Linked DNA regions of Zea mays: all the other regions are linked to region 3. A link is a contact called in public Hi-C data. All regions are on one chromosome and are shown on one strand. Each heading gives the region's core, a stretch centred on a gene start, on an enhancer-like site or on the middle of the called end of the contact. The rest is flanking DNA. Distances are from core to core; before and after follow the strand shown.

Region 1 (3,905 bases), core at 366-2,865, 210 kb before region 3:
AAACCAGGTGTGACACTTATTTCCTTACGTATTAGATCTAGTAGTAGTTCTAGCCATAGTTGTAGCTCCCAACCTTAATCTTTACCTTGCTTCGGCTCTATGTTGTCTCTGATACGCTTTAGGGGGCCTACGACCCCCAAAACACCCACAAGATCCTTCCTTTCCGATAGGGTCTCTGCCGAGAGGCGGGATCTAGGTTCTTCCTAGAGCTCTCTGTGCCATCGCGGACAATCTACCACCTTCATACGGATGGTATGTTGACCTACCGTGGAATTCGACGACCTACCGCAAACAGTTCAACAACTCGTAGAGAAGTGAGATAGAAAGCCTGCTAGAGACAGCCTTAGAAAAATTTAAGCAACCTTAAATTTAACTAGACTAGTCAAATGCCTATATATTGTTGTGGTTTTATATATCACATGGATAAACTTTGTTTTAATAAAATACAAAAATATGTGTTTAGTTGGTTAGGGGATGTGAATGTGGAGCCAACAACTAAGATTTAAACATTCACTTGCGCACAATTTTAATTTCTATGTTACTTTTAGATAAAGCGAGAAGAAGAAAGGTGACACACAGAGACTGTGAAATTGTGGAGCCAACAACTAAGATTTAAACCTTCACTTGTACATAATTTTAATTTCTACGTTTTTTGGATAAAGTGGAAAGGAGAAGGTTGACATGCAAGATTGTGGAATGCTGGAACCATATACATTGATGCTTTATATAGTATAAATTTATAGAAAATACTATTATGCTCCGTTTGTTTTGTTAGAATTGAATTCCATTTTAATAATTATAATTTAGACAAAACTAATTAAGTTCATATATTTATATATGTAATATATTTGTATATTATCCTAAATCATATGAGAGATAGTTATATACTACATTTATGTTATAACGAAGCAAGTAGAAGAGTATGTTATAGGTTGTGCATCGGAAAAATAGCATGTAAATCTATAGAATCAATTTCTATCTCTTACCTCATGAATTTGAGATAGGCTTATATGATAATTGTGAAAAGTGGTGGAATGTCACATTCTAAAAAATATATTATTTTATTAGTGGGATTCCAATTCCTCAAAATGAAAGGAAACAAACGAGACCTTATTTAAATATATAAATCAAATTACTATCTTTGGTACAATTAATCTAATAATATCTATTTGATGTTATAAGTATAATTTCTATATATTTGCCAAAGTTTATGGATGCTTGATCTATTGAAGCGTGGCATTTATTTTGGGTCCGAGAGACTATTTTAAGCTGAGTCGCAGGTGATATTTATTTAGATCATCTATAACAACAACAAGGATGCCTAAAAAATAAAATACCCCATAATTTAAAATGTTTAATCCACTAAAAATAAATTGAGCTTTGGTAGTTAGCCCTAAATCATGTATTTTAAGAAATAAATTATATTATTAGGAAAGAAAGGTTAAAGATGATATAAAAAAGAAGGATATGAGGTGTAGTATAAATTTTCACTACATTGTGTCTCATATGCCTTCTTTAATAAAAACTATAAAATAAGAATTGTTTAAGCTGTTTTTTATGAGTCTAGAGATTTGTTGTAGGACGAAACGAGTTCTTTGTCCTGGGCCTTTGTCACTCTTCTCTGTGTAACGACTTCCTCCCTTTCCTGCCGCACCACGCAATCACCGGGGCGGAGGCGGCTGCCGGCGAGCACTTGGGCGTCTCCGGCCACCGCCTGCCTCGTTGTGGTTAGTTTCCCTCACCTTCCCCTTACCTCACTGCCATATTCCTTCTCCCGATCCGTCAGTTTCGCCAGCTGAAGACGATCCCAATCTCAGATCCAACTAGGAACTCACCCAGCGCTATCTCCCGGCAGGCTCCCCGTTGACTCCCGCGATTTGTTACCCGCTGGCGCTGCCGCACACAGCTCAAAAGGAGTAGCAGCGCCCCTGGTTGCCGGTTGGAGCGTCAAGGATGAGCGGGAGGAAGAATGCGGGCAAGGTTTCCCCCTGGTTGCTCGTCCTCATCTGTTTAGGGTGCTTCTTTGTGACCTACAACCTCCTGACGATGCCCAGCCGGGGACGGGATGGGCCGCGCAAGTTCCTCGGCGGCGGCGGGGATCGCCACTCAACTGCCTCGTTGGGGTCAGGCTCTGATTCGGACCCCGCGAAGCGGTTCCACGTCGCGCTTACGGCGACGGACGCACTGTACAGTCAGTGGCAGTCGCGGATAATGCACTACTGGTATAAGGAGATGAGGGACCGACCTGGTTCCGACATGGGTGGCTTCACTAGGATCCTTCACTCGGGCAAGCCTGATGGATTGATGGATGAGATACCCACCATGGTGGTTGATCCCCTTCCTGAAGGCAAGGATCAGGTGAGGTTTTGGTTGGTCCTTTTGTGGTGTTTGTTTCCAGTTTATGATGGTACCACCTTGTGCTCTTGCTGATATGATGATTTATCCAGGGATATATTGTCTTAAATAGGCCTTGGGCTTTTGTCCAGTGGATCCAGAAAGCAAAGATCGTAGAAGAGTAAGTATATTTCCTTTTTTTTTGTCATTATGGTTGAAGGATTTGTATGTTCTCATAATGGAAATGTTTGCAGGTATATATTAATGGCAGAGCCAGATCATGTCTTTGTGAAGCCTTTGCCAAACTTATCTCATGGTGATGAGCCAGCGGCATTTCCGTTTTTCTACATCAAACCGACTGAGAATGAGAAGATATTGAGGAAGTTTTTCCCAGAAGAAAAAGGGCCTATTTCAAATATTGATCCTATTGGCAACTCTCCGGTTATAATCAAGAAGGTATCTAATTACAATAGAACATCGATCTAGTTATGGTTGTTGCCAAAATAGCATATGTGTCCATGACACTGTTCTTGGTTTATATTATTTTATTCGTAAAAAACTCGATCTGTGGGGGTATGACAACCCCTCTTACATTATATATCAAGAAGAACTCACGCAGGTCAAGAAAACTCTAGAACCATTGCTTTTTTTCGAAAAACGCAGGAGAACTGCGCCTCATTATATTAAGAAGGAAAAACAGGGTCTAAGGAGACCAGGTACAATAAGACAGACTTCCTTACGGAGGCCGAAAAACCAGAAAACCAAAATAATCCATCTGAGACAGCAAACTACTACTGATGTAAACGCCCTCCGAGGCTAAACCTCAAGAAGGGGGGTAGACAGATAGGAAAGACCTTTAGCCCCAGCCATTTCCCACATCCATCTTTCCTCCAGAGCCATCCTAATGGCTAAAGACACATTAGGAATCCAGTTATCAAAGACACATCTATTGCGGTGGTTCCAAATAATGTAGGCCCCCAAAGCAATCAGAGAATTAAGCCCCTTTCTAACCAGACCTCTGACCGAAGAAGAGGCTTCTTCCCACCAGCTCATGAAGGAGGACAAACCAAGTTGAGGGGCGAGCCTTTGAAGGTCGAAAGTCCTCAGCAGCTGAAACCAGAAAATCCTTGAGAAAACACAGGAGACCAGAAGATGGTCTAAGGTTTCCTCCTCTTGATCACACAAAGGGCATTTTGGAGGGTGATCAAGCCCTCTTTTAGTTAATCTGTCTGCGGTCCAGCACCTGTTATGCGCAACGAGCCAAAGAAAAAATCTGCATTTAGGCGGGGCCCAGGTCTTCGACACCCTGGGATAGTGGCTGAAATAGGTAGATCCCATGAAGAACCCTTCGTAAGCCACTTTTGCTGAATAGATACCGTCTGGGGCAATACTGAAAACATGTTTGTCTTCAATAGAAGGCTGCAACACTACCTCAGAAATAAGGTTCCAAAGCTGAAGGTAATCCACCAAAACTCCCACCGAGAGGGCCCCTTTAATGTCTGAGATCCATCTTCTATTTAGGAGAGCCTCTTGAACAGTTCTTTTTGTGATCCTCTTGGGAATACACTGAA
Region 2 (4,090 bases), core at 1,519-4,018, 190 kb after region 3:
TATGGAAGCTACACTCACTCACCAAGTCATGGATGAGAAGAGAGAGTGTGGAGAGCCGCACGCGCACGCTCGCCTCGCCTGGCCGGTATGAAGGGCGCAGGTGCATGACATGCGCGTGAATGGTCCGCCGAAATCCGGCCCCTCGCCTTGCGGGGGCGCGACTACCTTTTGCCGTCTGATTTTTTGATTACTTGGCTGTTACGTTTATTCTAACCGATCGCTATAAAATCTCAACTGATCGCGAGATTTTTGTGGGCGGATAAGATCGGGGGTCGCGGACTCGGCTCTATAAAAGGAGCCCGGCAGCCAGCATCCAAATTATCCAGTTTTCACTTTCGCCTCTCTTCACAGCTGAGCCGCCTTCTAGTTCTCTTCATCCCGACCGCAGACGTGCATCTGCGATCAGGAGAGCAGGTCTACAGAACCCTTCGTCTTCTAGATCCTGCACCGGGAGAAGGCGAATAAGGTTTTTGGGAGGCGTCTTCATGCGACTGCTCGTGATCTTCTGACCTCATCGACCCTGCTGATTTCGCTGCTTCGACGTCGTCGACCCTGCTGATTCCGACGCGCGCCATCTATCAGTATGTCTAATCAGTACGCATCATCTGATTTGGCTTTTTACTTTAGTTCTTCTAATTTGGTCATGATTTATATTCGGAATTTAATCTGGAATTTGTCTAATTATTCAACAGACTCTAGATGCTCTTATGAACTTCCAGAAAATTTGCAAAAATGAAAGAACAAGTCCTTCGCTTATTATGATGAGTTGCATGAGATTTACAATGGTATGAGCAAGCACATATTTGTCTCTTCAATTTTATTTAATCATATGCTCTACTTATTGGTAAAATAGTTTATTTCTTTATACTCGATAGGTAAAATTGCTGAAGGGAAACACTGTAGAAGATGTTCGTGTAGTAGTGAGTGTAGATGATTGCGGACAGATGAGTACAAGTGTACAACCTAGCCCAACCATTCCTAAAATACTCCACTACTCCTAGTACGTCCAAAGTCTTTTCACAGAGCTGTAGCGGTGCGAAGACTTTTATGTGGTGTGATGACTTTTAGGAGGTCTTTCCAAGCAATTTACGTGTCAAGGAAGAACAGCCGCCATAGCCCATAGTCTGTAACGACTAGTCTTCCCGACTGCAGAGCCGCACCAACAGCCCTCCTTTCATCTTCATCGTTGCCGTCATCTCGTACGCCGGCGGCGCCTCCATGTTAGCCACCGGCGCCACCACGTCCAACCTAAACCTCCGGAGCACGGCCGCGGCGACCGTCTTCATCTGCACGTACGCCATCTCCTTCCCGAGGCACACCCGCGGCCCAGCGTGGAACACCGGGAACCGCGCGGCGTCGACCGGCACGAACTCGCCGCCCTCGCCTAGCCACCGCTCCGGCACGAACTCCAAGCAGTCCTTGCCCCACAGCTTCTCCATCCGGCCCATCGCGTACGCCGAGTAGTTGGCGTACCAACCGGCTCGCAGAGCCGCGCCGCTCGGCAGCACGTCGTCGCGCACCGCGACCCGCCCGTTGAACGGCACCGGCGGGTACAGCCGCATCGCCTCGGTGATCGCGGCGTGCAGGTAGTGCATCCCCTTCACGTCGCCGCCGTCACCGCAGCACGACGCGGCCTCCTCGTGGGCGCGCCGCTCGCACCGCGGGTTGGCGGCGAGGAGCCAGAAGAACCAGGTCAGCGCCGACGACGTCGTGTCCTTCCCGGCGAGTACGAAGGTGACGACCACGTCCCGCAGGAACCGGAGCTTGGCCGCTGGCGTGGGGAACATGGCGCCGAGCTCGCTGTCGCTGCCGCCGCCGTCGTCCATGGCCGCCATGAACCGCGACAGCAGGTCCGCGGCCCCGTCGTCGAGGCTGTTCCTCCGACGCGCCACCTTGGATTCGACGACGGACATGGCGTAGTCGTCGATGGCATGGACGGCCTCTCGGAGCCGGCGCGACTTGCCAACGTCGAGCAGCTTGGTGAGCCGCCGCACGAACGTGGCCGGCGTGAGCGCGCGCCGGAAGGAGATCTCGACGGCCGCGTCGAACGCCGCGAAGAGCGCATCCTGCCTCCTGGCGTCGTCGTCCAGGCCCTCCACGCCGAACGCGACGTGGCAGATGGTGCGGAACCCGAACCGGCGCAGCGCGTCCTGCAGGTCCACGGCCCCGCCGTCCCTGGCTGCGGCGTCCAGGAGCGGCAGGAAGCGGCGGCGCAGGTGCACGTCGAGGACGCCGTCGGTGAACCGGCGGAGCGAGCGGGACGAGAAGGCGTGCGACGCCAGCTTCCGCTGGAGGCTCCAGAGGCGGCCGTCGGCGGCGAAGAGCCCGTCGCCGATGAGATCCGCGGTGGCGTCGCGGAAGAGCGCGCCCTTGGCGTACTTGTCGAAGCTGGAGCGCAGGAGGTGGTCGACGTCGGCCGGGCTGGCGGTGGTGACGGCGTGGCCCGCGCCCAAGGGCCCCCACGCCTCGATGGCACCGGACGGCGCGGCGCGGAGCATGTCCGCGTACCAGTCGAAGAAGCGGCGGCGGTTGCGGATGAAGTGGAGGGTGTTGCCCAGGACCGGGCTGGGGTGCGGGCAGTGGGCCGTCGTTGTTCGTGGCCGCTTGACTGGAGGAGGCCCGCGGCGCCGGAGACGGAGGAGGAGGATGGGCAAGAGGAAGACGAGCACGTAGGCAAGGTGGATTGCTTCCATGATTGACGCACAGCAGTACAGCACAGTGGACCTCAATCTGCTTCGATCGGGGAACTCTGTCGCACTGCTCTACAATATTCTTCCGTCTCCGGAAGATGGGCACGTAGACGGTGCTGTCAAACCGATGGATGCTTCTTGATGAGGTTCAAAAAGCCAAAAGCACCGGCTAGGGAAATCGCATTCATCTAGAACAAAATAATGACAGCTGCTGGGGCGCACGCTGTTGTATGCTTGACTTTGAACAGCCTGGGCGTGGAATCATCACAGACAACAAGCTGATGGGTGCGCGGGTTAATTTTCAGCAGCATCCACATCTTTTAGTTTTAATCTCCACGTATAAAACAATGTTTTGTACGATTATACACATGCCTACAATGTTTTGCACGATCATACATATACCCGTTGGACATTGCGGACGGCTACGTATTAAATCATGATTAATCATATTCGATTTAGTGTTTTTGTTGTCCTCTATATTTTGCAAACAACACTTTCCACCATTACCCATTGGTATTTTTATTCTGCTCTGTACATGAAAATGTAAGTACAGTAGATTGTTGGATCTAAAATCAGTGGCGAATCTAGCCGAAAATATGATCGGGATCATCAAGAGCAGCTTTGCTATATCATACAATTTTTTATGAACTTTAACAGTATTTTGCTAAAGGATTTATAAAATTTATCGGGGTCGGCTGACCCCGATAAACCCCCCTAGATTCGCCCCTGTCTAAAATACAATGTCACGATTTAATATATGTTATCATATACACCAAAATTCCATATGCACATGAAATATTTCCTAGTTGCGGAGGGTGAAGAGAAGCGCCCTGCTGCAATAGGCTTGGCAAGCCCGGCCCACTGCCTGTCAAAAGAGGAGTGAGCAGAAGATGTAAAAAAAAAACTACGCCACACCCACAATAGGCAGAAGCGCGTAGGCCGACAAAGACGAGACGGTGGCACAACCGAATGGAGATCATCTCCAAAGTCCAAAGTTAATGGTCCAGAAACTCCATTGAGAAGGGAGAGTTGAGCTGGCGAAATCGGTCGTAGACACACACCATAAATGATTTGATTGGATTACTTATTCGCCACGATTTTCTTAGACCTTTCTTGTACCCTGTTTAGACGTACATATTTTTTAATTATTTCTATGTTTAGCGTAGGAGCGGGGGCCTCCCGGTCTGAGTGTGGGAGGTGCACATGTGGCCGTTGATCGGCGGATGATAGACTGATATTAGAACGCGTGTAATGTTTCGGCCGGATTAATCTGGTCGGTTCGTCCGATCCTGCGTCTAGTATTCAATCTCAAGTATTTTAAATCGTACCCGTCGGTCGACGATCCGAGAGCCACAAATGCGTAACGATTCACTTTAAGTTAGATCTAACCATAGTGTCCG
Region 3 (3,931 bases), core at 1,067-3,566:
CGAGGGAGCTCTGTGTGTTTGTCAAAGCTGTGCGATCGGAAACTCTTGACTTTTGCCGACGCATGAGAGACGGCAGCAGGAGGGAATGCGTTTGCTTGCCTACGGTCGGCAATGGTATAGACGTACTAGCTGCAGACAGCAGCACGAGCGAGCACGTATTATTGGTGGATGTTGGACAGAGTTAATGAGAGCTAGCCTAGCGCGTGCGTTAATTGGCGATGCTTCAACAGCTCACCACCATCTCCCAGGTGAAGCCAGTATGGACAGCCAAAATACTCTCGTCTTCACTGTACCGCACTGGTCTTTCAATTTAAAAAAACACTCCCAGTCCTCTGGTGTCTTTTTCCCCTTCCATTTTTCTTTTTTTTTTTTTGGCTCTAAGTGGTGCAACTGTGCAAGGCCGGCCGCGCGCGCGCACTACAGAGTACAGACATATCTCTTGTCGTCAAGTTAGCTCATATACTACTAGATATAAATCGATGTGGAGCTCGGATGCCAAGTGGTGCTCTGAATAGGGATCAGTGATCAGGTCATTACGGACAACGGATTAAGATGTTTCGTTAGCTGCCAAACTTGTTACAGTCTTACCTAACTTTTTTTTTCTTGATTCCTCTCATTAATGGACAATCAGGGCACTTGACGCAGCCGGCTTGCAGCTGCAGATCATGGTGCTTCCAACGGCTGCCGTCTCACGGTCACGGAGGCAGTACAAGAAGATGACCAAAACGCTGGCCATAATTCATTGCTAACGTAAAAGGTTGACTAGATCGGCGGCCAAACACCCCGTTCAGCAGGGTGTTTTGGTCTCCGTGTGATCGTAATATGAAAACTACCCACAGACAGAGTACTACTATATTGTCTGATGAGCGAGCTGTAGAATTCGCAACGGTTTTGACCAGCTCAGTGCGGAAACGTACTGTTCTTTATATAATCTCCTACGCTCTTGCTCACAGCAGCATGGAAGCCTTGGATTTCTCAACAGAAGCTGCAGGCCGCGTTGCTTAATTGTTTTTTTTCTCTATTTCAAGGTAAGGACGTCAGCCACTTTAGAAAACTTGCATCATCTGATGCTGATCTCAATGTCATCATCTGTTCTTCTGCAGCCAAATTCAGTACAATGGTTTTTTTTTAATGGCAAGAAGATACTAATGATAAAGGATTCGCAGATCAGATTAGCTGTACAGAGAGATTCCTCTGGCAATCACTTCCCCACTCACAACAAGACACTATGGGTGTTGGCATTGGCCTGAAACAACCTGAACTTTATTTCTTCTGTTCTGATTAGTACTAGCTACCTGGCGGAATATATATTTCTTGGGAGATTAATATCTGGATTGCTCCGCCAGTCGTCCCTGCCGTATGCGTCCCGGCACTGAGATCACGATCGGATTCACAACAAAAATACTACTAGCGTCTACTCCTACAAGACAAGACAAAACAGTTAGGACCTGTTTAGAAATACAATTTTGAAATACTGTAGTTTTGACATACCATAATTTACTTGTACATGACATAAATACTACAGTATTGCTTTACCACAGTAAAACTACAGTATTGCTCAAAACCGAGATCTGTTTGGTTATATTGGAAAAACAAAGTATATGCAGAGAGAAGAGAAGAAAACCGAGGTCCTGAGTGGAGTTTCGAAAACTCCAAAAATACTACAGTTTTGGGTGAACCATAATATTTAAAACTGAGTTTTGACTATATAAACCAAACACCTTTTGAGCTTTAATACTATAGTATCATCAAATATCACAGTAATATTACAATTCCAAACAAGGCCTTAAAATTGCATTGCTGCATTGACGTCCTCCGTGGACACGAAAAGGGCTCTAATTTGTTGGGTGGATAAAAATCCGGTCGCCGTCCCGCTTCCAAACCACGCAAAAACCCCACTCCATGGGGCAGGCAGGACCCCGCACCAAACGACCACCGGAAAAAGGAAAAAAAACACTCATTTTAGACTAAAAATACACTCATTTTCAACTATAATTCATTTCAGACTAAAAATACACTCATTCTAGACTCTGCGCTAGCGCTCAAGACCGAGGCCGCAGCTGTGGTCGTGAAGAGAGAAGAAGATTAGAGTAAATCAGTACTGCCCTACGATAAGGACGGAAGGTAGAAAGAAGTCAATAAGGATATTTTTATTTTCTCAAACTAGCCCTGTAAATACGAATGCAGATAATGGTATAGATCAAATATTTTGATTGAATAATGGTCTCACTATAATACTCGATTTTCGTGTAATGACATACATCTGGAAAAAAAAAGCAGCCAGCTGAGAGGCCGAGAGGCACATCCCTTCCCAGTTCCCACTTCCCACTTCCCACGGCCCGCGCTGCCTATTCGGATCCCCTTTCTCTCTTTCGGTCTTCCCCCTTCCCCCCACTTTCTCCGACCCACCCGGCCGCGGCAGCGACGGTTCTCGCCTCTCGGTCTCGGGTCAGCCCCTGCTGCGACCTAAACTCTAGCGGTGCCAAATGGGCTACCTCTCCTGCCGCGCGGACTCGTCCGTGGCGACGTGCCGCTCCATCACGGCCATCTCGCCGCTCCCACTCTCGCGCCGCTCGGGGTCGGGGTCGGGGGGCGGCTCGTCCAGGCCCCCGCTGCCGCCGGCGCAGGCGGCCATCGAGCGCTTCGACTACGCGGAGCTGGAGGCGGCCACGTCCCACTTCGCGGACGCGGCGCTGCTGGGCCGGGGCAGCCACGGGGCCGTCTACAAGGCCGTGCTCCCCTCGGGCCGCGCCGTCGCCGTCAAGCGCCCCTCCCCGCGCCGCCCCGAGGTGGACAACGAGATCCGCATCCTCTCCTCCGTCCGGGGCCCGCGGCTCGTCAACCTCCTCGGCTTCTCTGACCCCGGCCCCGCCCCGCGCCTGCTCGTCGTCGAGTACATGCCCAACGGCACGCTCTACGACCTGCTCCACTCCAACCCGCGCCCGCCGGGCTGGCCGCGCCGCCTGCGCCTCGCGCTCCAGACGGCCAGGGCCCTGCGCGCGCTCCACGACGCCGACCCGCCCGTCATCCACCGCGACGTCAAGTCCGCCAACGTCCTGCTCGACGCCAACCTCGGCGCGCGCCTCGGCGACTTCGGCCTCGCCCTCCGCGTGCCCAAGGCCACCGCCGGCGCCAATGCCGCCGCCGCCGCCGCCCCCACGCCGCCGCCCGCCGGCACGCTCGGCTACCTCGACCCGGCCTACGTCACGCCCGAGAGCCTCAGCACCAAGACAGACGTCTTCAGCTTCGGGATCCTGCTGCTCGAGATCATGAGCGGCCGCAAGGCCATCGACGTCCAGCACTCGCCGCCGTCCGTCGTCGAGTGGGCCGTCCCGCTCTTACGGAAAGGCAAGGTCGCCTCGCTGTTCGACCCGCGTGTGGCGCCGCCACGAGACCCGGTCACCCGCAAGGACCTTGCCGCGCTGGCCGCCAGCTGTGTGCGCTCCTGCAGGGAGCGGCGCCCGTCCATGGCCGACATCGTCCAGCGTCTCGTGCTTCTCAGCAAAGCCGTGTCGGCCAAGGTGTGGAACGGGCTCGCCGACGGGCTTGCCGTGGTAGGGAACCCTTGTGCGGTTGTTGATGTTCAGAAGACCATCTCCAAGCGAGGTGCTGCCAGCCGCAGGGCTGAATCAGAGAGGGAGTCGACTTCAGCATTGGTGTTTGACGACGATGAAAAGGAGGATGTAGATGCAGAGGCCTTGGAGGAAGATCAGGTGCCATCCAACAAGTCACCACCCCGACCACTGAAGAACGGGATAGTGTTTTCCGAGGCAGGGGCTCGGGAGAGGAGAAATCTCTTGGACCTGATGGCTCGGATCGATGGTGTTGCCGGCCAAAGATTCGGCATTACCAGAGCAAGAACAGTGCGTGCTAATGGTGAGCTCATCGAAAAGGATGCAGTGTTGCTCCTAAGGAGGAACCAGACGGTAAG

The links. A called contact is a pair of places that touch in the nucleus more often than the background predicts.
Region 1: a Hi-C map of ear shows a contact between it and region 3, with 2.2 times the contacts expected there. The contact joins the promoter of LOC100276099 here to the promoter of LOC103630308 in region 3. A contact is called at or near these places in 5 of 25 Hi-C or Micro-C datasets (ear, endosperm, leaf and 2 more).
Region 2: a contact with region 3 is called in a Hi-C map of leaf, with 3 times the contacts expected there. The contact joins the promoter of LOC100191675 here to the promoter of LOC103630308 in region 3. A contact is called at or near these places in 3 of 25 Hi-C or Micro-C datasets (leaf and leaf mesophyll).

What each region holds. Positions count from the first base shown.
Region 1 is chr6:154,178,015-154,181,919 of Zm-B73-REFERENCE-NAM-5.0, reverse strand. It overlaps LOC100276099, which reads left to right and starts at 1,615. Exons shown (of 9, transcript NM_001149972.2): 1 at 1,615-1,727; 2 at 1,856-2,358; 3 at 2,448-2,515; 4 at 2,589-2,790. The coding sequence starts at 1,954.
Region 2 is chr6:153,775,225-153,779,314 of Zm-B73-REFERENCE-NAM-5.0, reverse strand. LOC100191675 (putative cytochrome P450 superfamily protein) reads right to left here and starts at 2,768. Exons shown (of 1, transcript NM_001137104.1): 1 at 914-2,768. The coding sequence starts at 2,693. The coding sequence ends at 1,134.
Region 3 is chr6:153,966,010-153,969,940 of Zm-B73-REFERENCE-NAM-5.0, reverse strand. It overlaps LOC103630308 (serine/threonine-protein kinase-like protein At3g51990), which reads left to right and starts at 2,316. Exons shown (of 1, transcript XM_008651372.3): 1 at 2,316-3,931. The coding sequence starts at 2,487.